Linked DNA regions of Gossypium arboreum: region 1 is linked to region 2. A link is a contact called in public Hi-C data. All regions are on one chromosome and are shown on one strand. Each heading gives the region's core, a stretch centred on a gene start, on an enhancer-like site or on the middle of the called end of the contact. The rest is flanking DNA. Distances are from core to core; before and after follow the strand shown.

What was found. A called contact is a pair of places that touch in the nucleus more often than the background predicts.
Region 1: a Hi-C map of leaf shows a contact between it and region 2, with 2.6 times the contacts expected there. The contact joins the promoter of LOC108467477 here to the promoter of LOC108468073 in region 2. A contact is called at or near these places in 2 of 5 Hi-C or Micro-C datasets (both in leaf).

What each region holds. Positions count from the first base shown.
Region 1 is chr8:130,738,947-130,744,350 of ASM2569848v2, reverse strand. It overlaps LOC108467477 (light-inducible protein CPRF2-like), which reads left to right and starts at 1,701. Exons shown (of 6, transcript XM_017768098.2): 1 at 1,701-2,181; 2 at 2,279-2,354; 3 at 3,565-3,766; 4 at 4,244-4,319; 5 at 4,408-4,533; 6 at 5,216-5,404. The coding sequence starts at 1,807. It overlaps LOC128296558 (a long non-coding RNA gene), which reads left to right and starts at 4,542. Exons shown (of 3, transcript XR_008287184.1): 1 at 4,542-4,736; 2 at 4,867-4,909; 3 at 5,015-5,167.
Region 2 is chr8:130,561,092-130,567,000 of ASM2569848v2, reverse strand. LOC108468073 reads left to right here and starts at 3,282. Exons shown (of 4, transcript XM_017768929.2): 1 at 3,282-3,627; 2 at 3,723-3,750; 3 at 4,177-4,621; 4 at 4,870-5,909. The coding sequence starts at 4,220. The coding sequence ends at 5,619. It overlaps LOC108469022 (a long non-coding RNA gene), which reads right to left and starts at 2,213. Exons shown (of 3, transcript XR_001869024.2): 1 at 1,551-2,213; 2 at 1,371-1,433; 3 at 866-1,288.

The sequences.
Region 1 (5,404 bases), core at 452-2,951, 180 kb before region 2:
TTTCAATAGAGTTATTAATTAGATAAGAATTTTTAGGGGTTAAAATTTTGAAAATAAAAATATGAGGATGAAATTCTTTTATAATGTATGAGGGGTTAAAATATACAAGTTTTTTTTTTTACAAAGAAATATGAACTTCATTTCACTAGTTAAGATTACAAGCAGATGGGCTAAATAAGCTCAAGAGATCAAGCAGTCAATAAATGGGTTTAACCCAAGCCCAAACCCTAGCCTAATTGCCCACCACCCGCCGCCAGTAGCCACAGCGGGAGAGGAGAAGACCATTGGAGATGCTTGAGAGACAAGGAAGTTGCCATGCCTCCAACACCACTAAGGGAAAGCTGAGACTGCAGCAAGATCGGGTAGAAGAAGCGCCGTCATGACCATGGAGACCATCAGGAGTCAGGACCACTAATAAAAAGGATGCCACAACCTTGGTTACCGGCATCGGTCACCAAACTACAAGGATTTGGTTTCACTAGATCGGCTTCACCATATTCGAGCTTGCAAAGGCTTGTAGTTGTCTGCGACGACGAATCTTGTCAAGAGCAGTAGCAAAAATAGGCCGAAGGAATCCTCGATCGGAGAAAAGGGATCAACTCCATAAAGAGGTTGTGGAAAGCCACGAGGTGGTCGAGTTTCTCTCCCTCCATTCCGGCGTCAAAGGGCATAGGGAAGGAGAGAGTTGGGTTATTTTATGGAAAGGGGTAGGAAAAAAAGCGAAAAAGAGAAATAAAGGGAGATATGTTAACAACGACCGGCCCAAAGGCCGGGCGTGCCGGCATGGCGGTAAGAAGGCAGGGAAAAGTGTTTTGTTTGAAAGCGAAGGAACGATAAAATATACATTGCTTAAGACATAGGGAAATAGGATGTTACGTGTGAAGCCGTACAGTAAAATGACTGGGTCTATCGTCTTGCTTTCTTTCAGTATTGTCAATGACAGCTACTATCTTTATTTACTTTTTGCCCAAACCCAAGTTGAAAGTTGAAACTCCCCACCGACTGGGCCCTATTTTTAACTTTTCCCTAATACGTACACTACACTTTTTGCTCCCATCTTCTCTTTTTTACTGTCTTAGCCCGCGCACATCATCAAGTGTTCCAATTTCTACCAATAGCCGCCCTCCCCACCCATGTATTAACTAACACGTGTATTATTGTAAGAACTGATCAAATTATGGTTTTGGTACTTTTTATTGTGCTCAAATTTAGGATTTTATCCCTGTATATTCTTTTTAAAGTTTCACTAGTTCAAAAACATCACAAGATTGGTATAAATATATGTTCCATGGACAATAATATAGATTTCAACCAATACAATACAAAGAGGATGAGGACTAATTCAAAACTAATCGAACACAACTCATATAAGGCATATTCACAAAGTAAAAAGGAGATTCACATATCATAATTACTCAAACCCGAGTCTTCAAGAGTTTTATTTTCTTTTTACTTTTATAATTTTATTAATCAATTAGTTTAATTGACTTATATTTTAATAAAAACACATTTTTCAACTTATTACGCTACTTTATTAATTAAAATATATAAATACTTGGATTAATTAATGATGTTACTAAAATACAGAGATTAAAAAGTTATGTCGAATTATAATATATGAACTAAATTTTTAGTTTGATTATAGTAAAAGGACTAAAATCAAAATTTGACCAGTGGAATGTTAGTGGATATATTCTGTTTGTTCCCGCATATAATTTTAAATGATAAAAACAAGCTGGAAGAAAGAGAGAGGAAGGCGAATTGCATTGTGGAGAAAAAGAAGGGAAAAGGATTTCACTGAAAACGATGCATACTGAGTTCTCAGTTGACGATTTCTCGGACTCCTTTTGGGCGGCTCCGCCGGGGATGAGCCGAAGCCAATCGGAGTGGGCTTTTGACAATTTTATTGAAGAGTTTTCTGGTTCGGGCGGGGCGATCCCGGTGTCGCGTTCGGACGAGAGTGTGATCGGTCCATCCTTGGCGGAACCTCGGCCGTCCGTTTCGAAATCTGAAGAAGCCGATGGTGAAGGTGACGTGGTGGAGATCAAAAGACCTGGTAATCAGAATCATAACAGTCCGCCGTCCGATCTGGCACCGACGTTCTCGATTGACTCGGATGAGTACCGCGCGATCCTCAAGGACAAGCTCCATCAAGCCTGCGCAGCTGTTGCTCTCTCTCGTGTATTCTTCTCTCTCCAATCTCGATTTCCAATTGGATTTATTATTAAATATTATAAGTCATATTAGATATTTTTTCTGAAAAATAAATATTATTCAGGCATCATCTGTTAAGGCAGAAGTTTTCTCTGCGCAAGCTGAAGATCAAGCGCTTCAATCGAGATCCCAAATTCAAGGTAAGCTTTTGCTTTGCATGCCTCTGATCTGACTTGTTCTTTTTAATGAATTCGAGTTTTTTAGACTTTCCTTTTTTCTCAAATGCAATAGATTGAACTTGTTTAGAGTAAGGATGAAGGACCGTTCACGTTTCTTATTCACTCTGATATTTGAATGCAACTTCTGTGATATAAGCATACGACTTACGCAACCCTGTAAATTAATTTTAGTTATTTCCTTACGTTTCAAATTTTAAGGAGCCGATTTCATGTTAGTTCTAAGGGGTAATTCTATTCCTGAGCAGTAGTTAGATTTTAAGGGAGTCAATTTTTATTTGTAATATATGTTTTTTATCGAAGGAGAGCTAGGATTTCTGTAAAAATTTGCTCTGAATACTTGTATTTCGGCAAAATGATAAAGGCATCTGCCTTACTCAAATTCAGTTGGAGTTGGAGTGTAGTTGGGAAGATCACTAGTCTTATACTGGGAGATAAGCAGTTTCTGTCCCATAAGCATGTTTCATTGTATTAGGAGGCTGCACTGCTTCAACAGGTTTAGTTTTTCTGATGGCAGTCAGCCCCTTCTATACTATGAAAAGTCTATATGGTTTTGAATCAAATGTAGTTCATCTAGTTTGTGATTTGTTGAGGGTGAGATAGTAGCAGAATGAATGACATGAATGTTTCTGTAGTTTGGATCCTTTAAGTTAACTACATCAATGATTTTTTTGCTGCTTGGTGAACTATAGGGAAGCATTGTTTTTCATTTAGTTTTTACTGGAGCCATCCTGCACGTATCATGCATGATTATTCCTAATAAATAATAACTGCTAGTTACTAATGTTTTCTGTCTTCACAAGGTGCAACGTAACTCAATCTTTGATTCATGTTTGTTCTGAAAGAGTGAAGGAAAGGAATATGAGAAGAAAGATGGAGGGATACATAAAAATGGAATTAATTTTCTTTACTAGATTTGATAATTTTTATTAGTTTCTTATAAACTTTACATAGGCATTCAAACAAGAAATGAAATATTATCCTGTTTATTTTTCATTTTTCTCCACTTCTCCATTTTCCTTCCTACTTCTTTTTCTTCACATTTCCTAATATCTAATCTGTAGAAAATATTGTAAAGATCTTTGGAGCTCTTCTTGCATTAATTTCGTTCTCCTTTTTCAATGACTGCTTTACATATAATAATAACTAGCTGATACAAATTCTACCATTGTAGGTTCCTCAAAGGCTCAAGGACAGGGTGAACTAGATGCTACACCTAGTGAAGTCCTGGCTATGTCTACTACACAGACAAAATCAAAGGTACAAATGAGGCAAACAACAAGTGTGTCATCAGGAGAAGATTCAGATGATGATGAACTTAGAGATACTGAAACTACTGACAACATGGATCCGGCTGATGCAAAACGTGCAAGGAGGTAATCATGTTTTCTATTTTTGACTTGTATTATTGATTGTTTTGAGGAGTTTGAGATGCTTTCTGTTATTTATTCTCTTTCGCTTAACATGTTTGATTTCCTTTTCTCTTCTTTTTATCCTAATTAAAAAGACTAGCATCTCTTTTAAGTAATAGCTATAAGAACTAATTTCGTATCTTCAAAAAGATCAAATAGTTATATTGCAAATAGAGCTTCAACTTACAATTCTATACCTCTTAGTCGAACATAGTTCTGTTGTCTTTTTCAAGAATTAATCTCAGCTATTGGCTCAGGGATTTTTCTTTTTGTGTTTTCTTAAATCAATATATTGGTTTAAAGCACAAACATTCTAAGCAGTAATTACTTATCTCACTACTAGACATGTGAATTAGTAAATTCTCACTAAATTCAATCTTTGATTTGGTGATGAAATCACAAAATTGCCCTGAATTAATTGGTATATTGTGGATGGCTCAGAATGCGGTCAAATCGAGAATCAGCTAGACGCTCAAGGAGAAGAAAGCAAGCACATATGAATGAACTTGAAGCGCAGGTTTTACTACATCATTCCTCCTACCCCTTAATGGTCTGGTGCAGTTTGTTTTATTGTTATTTTTAATCCTGTAAGTGATTTTTTCTAGGTTGGCCAACTAAGAGTTGAACATTCTACATTACTCAAGAGTCTCACTGACACGAATCACAAGTATGACGAAGCTGCTGTGGACAATAGAATTCTGAAGGCTGATATAGAAACATTAAGAGCAAAGGTAAACCATCAGCATCAGTTCGTCATCATCACCATTGCCTAATTTGCCTTTTCTTACTTTGGTCCAGTTATTCTTCAGTTAGTTTGACTTATGGTTCCTGCTGAAAGTTCAAAATTTACTTCCATATAAATGACAGGAGAATATGTTATTGTGACATCATGAAGTTTGTGAAGATTAGTCAGTCAAATTCTGAAAAGCCATGGGTAATTCATTTTCCTTAATCTAGGATTAAAGGATTAAATAGAAAATGAGCTTTCAGAATTTAGTAGCTGCAATTCTCTCGGTGAAGGGAGATTAATTTGGTTTTGGTGATCTGTATGTGCTCCATTTCAGGGATCTGCTGGACTTGTCCAGTACTGACACACTCAGTTCTATGGTGTGTTCTGACTGTTAATATACTTGAAATTATTTATGATTTGAATGTCTCTCTGAAATTTACATAATGGATACTGACATGATCTCTCGTGTTAATACACTGGAGTTACCTTGTTGGACATCAGATGTTAATGTCAGTGTTTGGACCGTTGCAAACTGTGAAGCACAGTCTTGCATCTTTTATGCCTGAAACTGCTGCGGTTGGTTGTAGCTATTTTACTTTTTTTCTATGAATCACTATTGATGCCGATTGATGCAACTTTAATTCCGTGCCTATCCTGTTGATTGTTATACTTGAAATTTTCAGGTAAAAATGGCTGAAGAAACAGTTAAGCGGGTGACGGGGATTAACTTTAACTCTGGTCTTCTATCTAGGCACAATGTAGCTAGTGTTGGCATGCCTTTTGTTAGCAGCCCATTGGAAACATCTTCAACTGCTCCTGTTCCATTGCAGCCAAACACTAATCAGTTTTTTCACCAACCAGTTCCCTTGCAT
Region 2 (5,909 bases), core at 2,033-4,532:
CGATTAAAGGAGAAAAAGCAAGTAGAGGGGGTCCATCGATTTCTCATTTATTGTTTTCTGATGACAGTGTGTTGTTTGGAGAAGGTAGCAAGAGGGGTGCATAAGTTTTGAAATCAATCCTAAGGGAATACGAAAGATGCTTAGGGCAAAGCATCAATTACGACAAATCAACGATTTTTTATAGTAGCAACACTTTGTAGAAGTCTAGGTGAGTTGTTTTCAATATTCTTGGGGTGAGAAATTCAAATAATATGGAAATATATCTTGGTTTGCCAAATGTTGTGGGACTGTTGTGGGGAAAAATAAAAAAGCTTCTTTTCAACTCTTAAAGGATCGCATGAAGCAACGGATTGGGAATTGGAATTTGAGATTCCTTTCTCAAAGAGGTAAAGAAGGGTTTATTAAAGCCATTTTACAGGCTATACCCACTTACACTATGACCTATTTTTTACTTCCAAAGTCCTTGCGTATGGAATTGGACAGCATAATGGCTCAATTTTGGTGGCAAAAAGGATAAAGGCGAAAAGGGATTCATTGGAGCAGTTCCAGAATGGGCGTATAGGATTCCGTAGTTTATCCAAATTCAATGTTGCATTATTAGCTATACAAGGTTGGCGCATTCTTAATTATCCAGATTCAATATTAACGAAAGTTCTAAAGGCTAAGTATTTTACAAATACAAATTTTCTTAATTTTGAGTTAGGAAAACTACCTTCATATATCTGGAACAGTGTATGGGTAGCTAAAGGATTGCTGAAATATGTGATTTGCTGAAAGGTGGGAATAGGTTAGAATATTTCAATTGTTGCTGATGCGTGGCTCCCTGGAACTATAAGTTATAAGGCAGAATCAATTAGGAATTCCATTGAGCTAAGTAAAGTGGCAGATCTTATTGATGAACAAAAGAGAGAATGAAAGTCTGATTTTATTTATTCTACCTTCTCTAGAGAAAAGGCAAACAGAATTGTGTGAATTCCCTTAGCAATGGAACCTCATGCGGACTTCATGGTATGGAAGGGGCAAGCCTCTAAAGAATTCTCTGTGCGAAGTGCTTATAAACTTTTACATGGCTTTCTTCCTAATTATTTACAAACTGAGGCTAATTTATTTTACAAAAAATGATGGAATATTCACATTCCAAGGAAAATTAAAATCCTATTATGGAAATTTTCTTGAAATTTTAATCCTCATTTTGTTAATCTTTGGTGCAAGAGATTGCTCTCGGTGGTAGTATGTCCCAAATATGGAGCAGTTACTGAAAACATTGACCATATCTTCGAAGAATGCCCTGTGAGGCGAGAAGTTTGGATTAGCTTGAATCTGGAATGGGTATTAACAGAATTGATTTTGTCACACTAGGAGTGGCTTACCTGGGTGTTCAAGAGTAGTTCAAGCATTTAATGTCGAGTATTTTGCTACCCTTTGTGGGCGATCTGGACAGACAGAAACAAATGATTACATGAAGGAAAGAAAAGTATGGGCCTGGAAATTGTTGCATGGATAAACAAATATATTAAGGAACTAGAGGGGTATGAGGTTCGAGATTTTACCACGAGGCACGAGTCCATAGTTTGGTGGCTACCAGTTGGTTCTGTTGTCAAACTTAATTTCGACACTGCTTTTGATGACTCTCGGGTAAAATCAGTCTTAGGGGTGGTGGTTAGAAATGCTTCGGGGGAGGTCCTCGCATTCTAAACAGTGGCTCACGGAGAGGTGGCCTCTTCATTTGCAGGAGAGGCCCTTGTGTGCCTCCAAGCAATGTTTATGGGAAAATAGATGGGGTTCGCATCAGTTATCATTGAAGGAGACTCGATATTAGTAATAAAAAAAAGTAACTCAGAGAAGACTAACAAATCAGTGATTGGGGATATAATATGGAACATTCAGCAGCAAAAACAATTTTTTCACCAAATAACCTTTCAACATACATACAAATTTGCAAATATTATCGGTCACAACTTAGCTAGAGAAGCGATGAAAGGAGCGTGAGCATACCTGATCGGAATAGTCCCTGAGCAACGAACATTGGAGGTGGATCAACGGAGAATGAGGGAACCTGACTGAGGGTTGTTTGATAGGGGGTCTATGCATAGAAAGAAAACAGGAAAGTGGGATTTTGGAAACCGCTTTTCTGGGACTGGAATCGGTGCATTAATTGTGGAAATGCTAATTGGACTCCAACTGTTATCAGATTGGAAGTTTATTTTAATTTTCTGTTTAATTTTAATTTGTCTATTTCTTTGGTAATAATTTTAAGGTTTTACCATTATTGGGTTTTGTTTTCATTTTTTGGTGGGCCTGTGAATTTTGTTAGCCCATTCCTATCTTTTCTTTCATTAATATACTAGTCTATTTTGCAAAAAGTAAAAAAGATATGTGCAACTTAACAAACAGATGTCTCTAAAATAGTAATAAAATTAACAATAAAATAAAATTTATACAATATCCAAATAATAACAAAAAAATAGTAGCAACATAATTGTGAAATTGTACCAAAATAGTGAAAAAGCCAACAATAAAATAGCAATAAAATAATAAAAAATAGAAAAATAATGCAATTTTTTTTTTGCATATTCAGGCCGGGCTTAGGCCAAAAAAGCCTTACTCGAGACCTAAAATCCTCTCATTTTTCGAACGGGCCTTCAGACTAGACTAGATGGCCTGGCCCATGAATAGGTTGACATGTAAGTTATCACGCCAACAATGTTAAAATTTAATGTTTTAATCATCATTTCCTTTAGAAAAAAATGATACAACTATTTTTGAAAGTTGATGGCTAAATTTAGCTTTTAAAAAGTAAGAGTCACTTGAAAAAAATATAAACATTAAGAATTAAATTTATTATTATATCATTTTTTTTTATTTTGTAAACCGAAAATCGGTTGAAATATATTTAAATTATAATAAGCCAAATTTAATAAAATTAAACGGGATTAAAAATGATATTTAGATTTTTTTTAATTAGCTATTTAGCCCTACTTACGGGCACATGTAAAATTTAAGAAGGGGTAATTTCATTTTATTTAGAGATGGAATTTCAAAATCTTCAAAACCATGGAAAAGATATGATAAGGGCATTTGTTATTTTATGTTACGGTTACAGCTTACGTCATACATATGCAACATAGTCCAAAATGCCCTTATAGGAAATGACCTTATTGTCAAGCTTTGAAGTAATTTTTAACTATAAACTATTTCTAAGTTTAAAGACAAGAAGCTAGTTATGTAGCATTAATTTCAAATAACAAGGATTTTTTTTAAAAAATATAATATAATCAAAATCCAAATAATCATGATGGAATTTATGCTTAATCATGATTCTGTATTCTTTGATTTTGTACAGGAACTAAAGACCTGTTTTTTTAATGGTCTCATAAGGCATGTCGATGCTGAGGTTGTAATGAAATCAATGGTCCAACATGGCAAAGATTTTGTCTAAAACTATGAATTATCCCCATCATTTATTTCTTCAAAAATGAGTTAATCTTTGATTAGTAGGGTTTTTTTTTTTTACTTAAATAATAATCAAAAGAGAGCGCAAAATAAACCAATTTTGCGTAAGGATGTGGTCATGACCGCAAGTAAACTGCGTCCTGTTCGTTTTCATTTCTTCACTTTTACTCTCAGGTCAGTCCCATTCAATTAATTAAAAGTTTTCAATTGAATTGAATTGGAATTCCTTCTCAATTTCTAATTTTGTTTTTGTTTTTGTCTTATTATAGTTCATAATTTTAGGATGTTCAATTCTGGGTAAGTGCTAGTTTTTTAATTATTTCAGTTTCTTTTTTCTGGGTGTTTTTGAGGATTGCAAAACCATGGGTTGATTGATGTTTTTGAAAACTGTTGGCTGAATGAGTTCATTTGAGTTTGGTTGCAGAATGTTCCCTGTTTGTAGCATCAATCTTATTTTTTCTAATTAGATTTGATTATATCTCTATATAAACTAGCTTCATGGAGTTCTTGAAGATTACAATTTTCTTATTTGGCAATTGAATGTTTTGGGAATTAGACCCCCAAAACGGGATAAAACTCTCTCCACTGTTTTCTTTCCATTCACAAGATTCGATCTCAAAATTTTGCTTGGCATTGAGCTCCTTTCCACTCGACTCAGGATCACTTTTAGATCTCTTTTAGCAATCACAATATCAGTGGTATTAATTTTGTTTTATATTTCAGTCTTGTTTTTCGGGATCAAGCATAATAAGAGTTCAAAAGAAAAATGAAGTTCAGAAAAGGGAACTTGGTGGAGGTTTTGAGAAGAGAAGATGATCCATGTGGTTCCTGGTTTACTGGTAATATTCTTTCAGCAGATGGTGACTACTATATTGTTAGGTACAAACTGTTTACAGACTGTGAAGGAAGAAGGGTGGTGGAGACGGTGAAAGGGAAGGACGTTAGACCATTGCCTCCATATGTAAACCGGAAGAATTGGGCAGTCGGGGATGTAGCTGAGGTGTTCGATATCCAGTGTTGGAGGATAGGAAAGGTTGCAAAGGTGTTAAAGAACAATGATTCATTTGTCATTAAGTTGTTTGGGTCCATCCTACTTAAAGAATTCCATGTGTCAAGTTTAAGGGTTAGGCAGGCTTGGCATGGTAACAAATGGATGGTGGTTGGGAAGGTAAATGCCCCTTGCATTCATCGTGCTTTGGACCTAAATTCTCTTTTCTAAATGTTTAAGTTTATTAGAGCTCTCTCTCTATAAAGCATAGCATAACTCGTGATAAGTCGTTTCGAATGAATTCAAGAAAATATCTTCTTGTTGCCTTCCACATTGTTCTTTATGATATGAACTTGATTCTTGCTTGAGCTGCAGTTGTTTTTTTCCGTATTATCAATATATCTGAATCAGCCTACATGTGATTGCAGGTTGCTCAAAGTAAAGATTTGGCCAACAGTTTTACAGCGAAAACTCCGTACTGTGCCAGTGGCTTGCGTTTCAAGACTCCATTACTTATGAACAAAGCTTTGCGGTCTAAAGAGAAGAATAGAGAGGGACAACATAAGACCAGGGCTCATAATGTCATACATAAAGTCTACGCACATCAATCTGAAAAATGCAACATTGAGAAGCACTTTCGAGGAAACCTCAAGACTAGGAAATCACCTCTTAAGAGAACACTTCCTTGGTTTAACCAGGTAGATGATTTTTCTTACCCGAATGCAGGGATTGATGAAACATTAATTAAGCAATCGACTAAAAGGAATAACAGGATGGAAGACGCAAGTCCATACTGTGTATATCATTCTTCGAGGTCTGTTCAGTATACTGAAAATAGCAACCAATGCTCAGTTGCTAGCTGTAGTTTCAATGGTGTTGCTGGTGGCCGACTTTCTCCTAAACCGTTGGAAAACACATCTGATCATTCCGATGCCAAGTCGTCATTCCCATCTTTGTGTGGCAAAAGAGACTTACCCTCATCCCCTGTTGAAAAAGTCATCAATATCCATGAACTAGAGCTTCGTGCTTACAAGTCGACAGTAGAGGCATTGTATGCTTCGGGTCCTTTAACTTGGGAGCAGGAGGCATTGTTAACAAATCTCCGCCTCTCCCTTAACATTTCAGATGGGGAACACCTACTCCAGTTGAGACACCTTTTGTCTGCTCACGTTTTATGATCCGGTCATGTTTGTCTCATATGTCTTGTCACGGCATATGGATTTAATTGCTTTGAGGCTCTCTTGCAGGTGGGTGGCGGCACCTTAACCTTCCTCGTTATAAACCTTTCAGGTGTACATAACATGTAAAGTATATGGAGGAATTGAGGTTTTACATGTTGAAGCTTAGGCCTTAGAGCCAATAGCAGGAGTTCATGTCTTATTATAAGGGTGATTTGGCTGAAGAAATTTCATTTTGTTTTGTAATAAAAGATCATATGTAGGAAAAAAAAACGTCGGATTCCTATTTT